Regions from separate parts of the Pan troglodytes genome. Here region 2 is linked to region 1. A link is a contact called in public Hi-C data. All regions are on one chromosome and are shown on one strand. The core of a region is the stretch at or near the end of the contact, and the rest is flanking DNA. Distances in the headings are between cores, read along the strand shown. Region 1 holds the start of FOXO3 (forkhead box O3). Region 2 has its middle 67 kb from the start of ARMC2.

Evidence for each region. Hi-C and Micro-C count contacts between places; a contact is called where the count stands out from the background.
Region 2: a Hi-C map of stem cell-derived neural progenitor cells shows a contact between it and region 1, with 5 times the contacts expected there. The contact joins the enhancer-like site here to the promoter of FOXO3 in region 1. A contact is called at or near these places in 3 of 7 Hi-C or Micro-C datasets (blood, induced pluripotent stem cells and stem cell-derived neural progenitor cells), 1 of 1 datasets of contacts at active chromatin or transcription factors (stem cell-derived excitatory neurons) and 1 of 1 other capture datasets (stem cell-derived neural stem cells).

What each region holds. Positions count from the first base shown.
Region 1 is chr5:120,474,942-120,477,779 of NHGRI_mPanTro3-v2.0_pri, reverse strand. It overlaps FOXO3 (forkhead box O3), which reads right to left and starts at 1,546. Exons shown (of 4, transcript XM_016956082.4): 1 at 1,291-1,546; 2 at 1-207. The coding sequence starts at 84.
Region 2 is chr5:120,697,000-120,699,729 of NHGRI_mPanTro3-v2.0_pri, reverse strand. No RefSeq gene overlaps it. Among named protein-coding and RNA genes, the nearest start is that of ARMC2, 67 kb to the left of the region's middle. Within about 2 kb of position 1,404, at least 10 of the 24 cell types and tissues checked have an H3K27ac peak or open chromatin away from gene starts, as enhancers often do. A contact at or near this core is called in induced pluripotent stem cells and stem cell-derived neural progenitor cells, where this site is marked.

The sequences.
Region 1 (2,838 bases), core at 297-2,796:
CGGACGGCTCTGGGGCTCGAACTCCGGGTCCAGCTCCACTTCGAGCGGAGAGAGCGGGGCCGGGGAAGCCGGTGCCTCTGCCATCTTCGCCGCCCGCCCGCCCGCGGCTGGGGCTCTCGCGCTCTCCTCTCGCGCCGGGGCGGGGTGCAGCGGGGGAGGGACGTGGACGCCGCGAAGGCTCCGGCTCCCGGGCGCCGCCGCCGCCGCCTGGGGAAGCACGAGAGAAGAGAGAAGGAGAGTTGGTTATCCCGGGCCGGAGCCCCGTCCTCGGCGAGTCCTCGCCCGCTGCCGCCACCTCCCAGTCCTGCCGCGCCCGCCTCCCAGGAACAGGAGGACCTGAAGACGTGCGGCCAGCGAACCTGGCGCAGCAGACACCGCCCCCCGGCCAGGCCGCGAGGGAGCCGCGAGCGAATCGACGGCCTCGCGCGGGGCAGCCCCCTCCCCCCGCCGCCCAGCCGCAGGTCCCTCCCGGGCTAGGCGGCGGGGCGGGGAGAAGGGGGAGGGGCGCCCGGGGGAGGGGCGGCCGCGCCTTTAAAGCGGGCAGCGGCCGGAGCTGGCGCAGCCGAGCCGCGGTCAGAGCCCGAGCTCGGGTGTGCGTGCGTTTGTTTATGTTTCGCTCGGGCCCGCTCTAGTGCCTCCCGCGGCGCCGCCGCTCAAGTCTGTGCTGTCTTCGGCTCTTCTCCCCTTATCCCGGCCCGGCCGCCTCCGCGACCCCCCACGACCCCCCGTCACCCCCCACCCGGTCGAATGGCCCGAGCCCGGGGACTGCGCGGGCAGCTCCCTCTCCCCTCTTCGCCCGCGGGCCAGAGGGCGAACGGGGGTCTGGGCGCAGATGGGCCCTTGTCACTTCCAAAAAATAAAGGAAAGACAGAAAGAAGGGGGAGCAGCAGCCCAGCGGGTGTTCGCAGAGGTTCGAGCCCGGCGGGGACGGCCACTTCGGGGTTTTGTGTGGTTTGCATTCTCGCGGACGTCGTCCCCTCCGCCCCCTTCCCAGTCGGGATCCGGGGGAGGGAGCGAGTCGGAACATAAATCTTCCAACAGGTCGGGAAGCGCCAAGTCTCCCGGGCTGCTAGAAAACCCGGACCAGCACGTTCATCACCTCCTTGCTCCCGCTGCTGCCATCTTGACAGTTTCCCCCTTCCCCTGAGTCCTTTAAAAACACTAGCGGGCGAGAAGGGGGGCGCGCACACCGCGGCTCAGGGAGGGGAAAGGGAAGCGCCCGGCCCAGCTCGGAAGCAGATCCGGAGTCACCGGGAAGGCGGCCGCCCGCTGCACGGCTCCGGCGCCTACCTCGCTTCCTTCCCTTCAGGGACGCGGCGGGACGACGCACGATCCCGCGCGGGCCCGGGGCACGGCGAGGAGGGGGCGCGCAACCTCGGCGAAGGAGAAGCGCTCGGGCCGTCGCCGCAGCCCGCCCGAGGAACCGCCTGTCAGCTCGCGCGCCGCCGCCTTCCACATTCCTCCTCCTCCCTTCCACGAGCAGGGCGGCCGCGGCAGCAGCACAAAGTTATAGACACACGCAGGGCGCCTCAACCTAGGCTGACGGCGGGCGGGTCCCCGCCCAGGGGGAGGGCTGGGCGGCGGGCCGGGCGCGCGGCGGGCGTGCGTGTGTGAGTGCGCGTGTGTGAGCTCGCGCGCGCCTGCGCGGCCCGGCTCCGCGGGGCTGCGGGCGTGGGTGTCCGGGCGCGCGCCGTGGGCCGGGACTCGGCGGGCTCCCGCTGCTGTCCCCGCTGGGCTCCTCCTCCCTCCCGAGAGCCTCAACGACAACAAAGCGCGGCGCTGGCCCGGGAGAGGGGGGAGAAGGGAGGAGAGGAGGAAGAAGGGGGGAGAGGAGGGAGAGGAGGGAGAGGAGGGAGAAGGGGGAGCGGCAGGAGCGCACAGCCTCCTACGCTCCAAGGAGCGCAGCGGCGTGGCCTCCCTGACTCCGGGCAGGGCGCCTGGTACCAGGGGGTCCCTGGCCTGCGCGTCCGCCCGCCGGGCTCTGGGCCAGCCCCGGTGTCCGGTTCCCTGTTAGAACGCGACACCAGGTAACACCCGAGATAAGATGCTGGCCGCAAGATGGGCAGGGTTATCGCGGTGTGGAAATACTGAACGGCGAAGATGTTGGTGCCTGCAGAACTTCGATAAGCTGATGCTCACAGATTTCGATCAGGCACCAAAAGGTTTGCACTGAGTCTCTCACCTCGGACGGTGGACCACAGTCGTGTTTCACTTTTCATGGGTTTCATGGCAAACGGGGGAGAGGTGTAACTAACTCCGGAAGAAATGCAAATTTACCCCCGTCCTACATTCAAGAGCAGATTCCGAACAACTGAGAAGGGGAAATAATTTTAATCTAATTTGTAAATGACGACAAAACCGCTACGTGGGCATTTTTGACTTTTAAAAAAAGACGTATCCTTTAGGTTAAACGAAAAACATCTGCACAAGTCCTTATTCTACGATCCGTGCCCCAAATCGTTTATTTGTACTCTACGAATGCACCACACGCGACATGCACACCAAAAGTCTACACACTAGTTCATAAATATATTTTTTTAAAAATCCTTGTAAGTCACCGGAGATAGCTCAGAGTGTAGAAGCGGGCTTCTCAACGACCCCATACACAAAAAGGTCCAGCCCAGCGTACGCAAGAGCCAGCCCGCCCAGCCGCCTCCGGGCTCCGGGCTTTGCGCAGCGCCCGTCACTCAAGTGACGCGCGGCCCCGCCCCTGCACCAAGCTAGTTCGACGCGTACAAACAGATGATGTCATCGTATCCACACGCGCGTGACCCCGGAGCTCTCCGCCGCGTCGCCATTCGCTGCGCCGCTTACTCGTCAAGGCACGCCGCGCGCTGA
Region 2 (2,730 bases), core at 155-2,654, 220 kb before region 1:
TCTTTTTCACGTTGGGAGCAGAGGTGATTGAATTATACTCCTCAGTTCTTATCCCATTACCGTGACTGTATGTGAGGTCCCTCTCTAGTTTTACAACTGTGCTTCCTTTTATATTCCCCTTTGTGTCTGATTCCACTTTCATTTCCCTTGCCCCCACCCACAGGCATCTGCTGGAATGGGTTTGATATTTGCCCAATTGTTATTTATCCTGTTGCTTTTCTACTGGGACGGCACGGCAAGAGGATGTTTATCTCTGATTCATTATGCTGATTCATTTTTGTTAAGCAGCCACACAATTTCAGGTATAGTGCTGGAGTGGATCCCACTGTGGAACCTAACAGCCAAACTGTGAACTGAACATCTGTTTAATTTAAATGGTGGGTCCTGGGGTGTCAGTTCCATTATTTTGTTTGTATTACAAAACTTGGCTTACAAGATCACACTCTCGTTTAAAAAAAAAAAATTGTCCTTTAAATTGGGAAAATGCTCATCTGTCCTGAATGACTTGAGAGTGCTTCTGCCTGCAAGCAGAGTGTGCGGTGACTCACTGTCCCATGAAGACGCCTTCCCTTCTACTTTAAGACTGCGTCTGTCCCGCAGAACGCCACGTGCGGGCGTCCCTGGAACCTGGCCCATAGGTGGCAGTCTCCCTTCATCGTTCCCGGACTACGAACCTCGGAAGGGCAGCCTGAGAAAGCAGTTGGTTTTGCTTTTGCTTTTTCTTCGGGTTTCCTAATATTTAATGTTCCCTCCACTCAACTTCCCCCTCCATCCCACAGATAGTGTAGAGATTGCATCCCTGGAGGCTAGCAAACGACAAAAGAAACTTCGCCTGGAACCAGTCAAAGTCGGGAGACCTGCGTTGTGCCGACGCTCGATGCGATTGTTTTGGAATTTTGCTGAAGCTCTCTTGCAGAATTGCTCTGTAAATGGCAAGAAGAAATGCCTTTCACTATAAACAGAAAATAAAGCTTTCACAAGTTGTCATATTTTTAAAAAGCAATCATGCGGATGCAAGTTTTTATCCCCTCTGTTTAGTCTTGCCTCCCCTCCTTGCCAACACACCCCCACAGAATTTGGGATGAATCTTTGCGAGTGAAGTAAAAGTAGGCATTCTCTCCAACATGTGCCCCTCCCCCAGCCCCTCACAGAGCCTATTCAACAAGATATCGAACAGTCATAGGCAGAGACGAGTGTGCGTGCGCATATGAGTGTGCATGTGTGTGCGCGTGTGTGCGTGCGAGTGTGTGTGTATGCAGAGAATACTACATGGAGAGTCAAAGGGAAACCAAGAGATCCAGAAAAGGGGCACCACCTTCTCACCTTCCTTCCACCCCACTCCTCCTCACCCAAGGAGGGAAGCCAGGTAGAGCGCTCACCCAGCCCCAGGCCCTTTTGGGCGAGCCTGCCCAATGGGTTTCTAATCAGCCAACACTTTGGGCCGGCCTCCACTGTTTATGGAGCCAAAGGGACTTTAAATCATTAGCCGGTGTCAAAATGCTTGAGGAATGTGCTTGCCTAGGAAGCCACATGGAGTGGTTCATCAGCATTTGTAAAAACCGCCTTGGCAAAAAGATGTTGAACCCAGCACTGGGGGCGGATTGTGTGTATTTCAGTTGAATTAGCAAACAGAATACCTTTTAAATCTTAGCAACACCTGGTTCTGAAAAGGACACCCACTAAAGAAAGGGCTGCCTTGTCTGTGCTGGAAGAGGCTTTCCCTGGCTCAAGGTGCTTCTCCTCTCCAGATCAGAGACCTCATTAGATGCTTGGTCCCTCTTCCTTCCTAAGATGTGCAGAGGCCTCGGAGATTTTCACCTGGACTTTGGGACAAAGCCAACACAGGATGTCCTGAGTTACAGCAAGCATTTCTGAATGGAGGTAGCCATTGGTCAGCCTGCTCTAAAGAAGGCCAAGTTCATGTTCCCCCCAAAGGACTAGACCCCAGGATAGGTGGGGGTTTAGGGGCAGGGGTGAAGAGGGTGTGGGAGGTGGTGAAGGGGAGGGGGTAGAGGAGGGGGTGGGTGGAGAGGGCAGGCATGGAGTGGGTGGAGGGGGCCTGGCAGAAGCCTGGTTCAAGCACGAGCAGAGCCTCCCTGGCCACGGCAGGTGGGCCCCCTGACACACAGAAGTCTTCTTCAGAACAGACTTATTGCCTTAGCTGTTTGGCCACTCTCCTGCACACACCTGGAATCACTGGGCATGTCTCTGAGGAACTAAAGCTGATCTCTCCTTGGTAGGCTGACTTCAGCGGAAGAGCTGAGGATACGCCACCTTTTCTCTCTTTAGGCCCTTTCCCTTGAAAAGCTCTGTGAATTAGGATTTTCTCTTCTCAAAGGAAAAATAAAACCGCTTAAAAGCACCATCAAGTCCTTAAAATTCTTTTTTTTTTTTTTTTTTGAAATAGTCTTACTCTGTCGCCCAGGCTGGAGTGCAGTGGCACAATCTTGGCTCACTGCAACCTCCACCTCTTGGGCTCAAGGGATTCTCCTGCTTCAGCCTCCCAAGTTGCTGGGATTACAGGTGTGCCCCACCAAGCCCAGCTAATTTTGCATTTTTAGTAGAGACGGGGTTTCACCATGTTGGCCAGGCTGGTCTCGAACTCCTGACCTCAAGTGTCCCACCCACCTCAGCTTCCCAAAGTGCTGAGATTAGAGGCATGAGCCACCACGCCTGGCCAGGTTCTCAAAATCTATAAAATAAAGCCTCAGGGGGTTATTTAAAATCTGC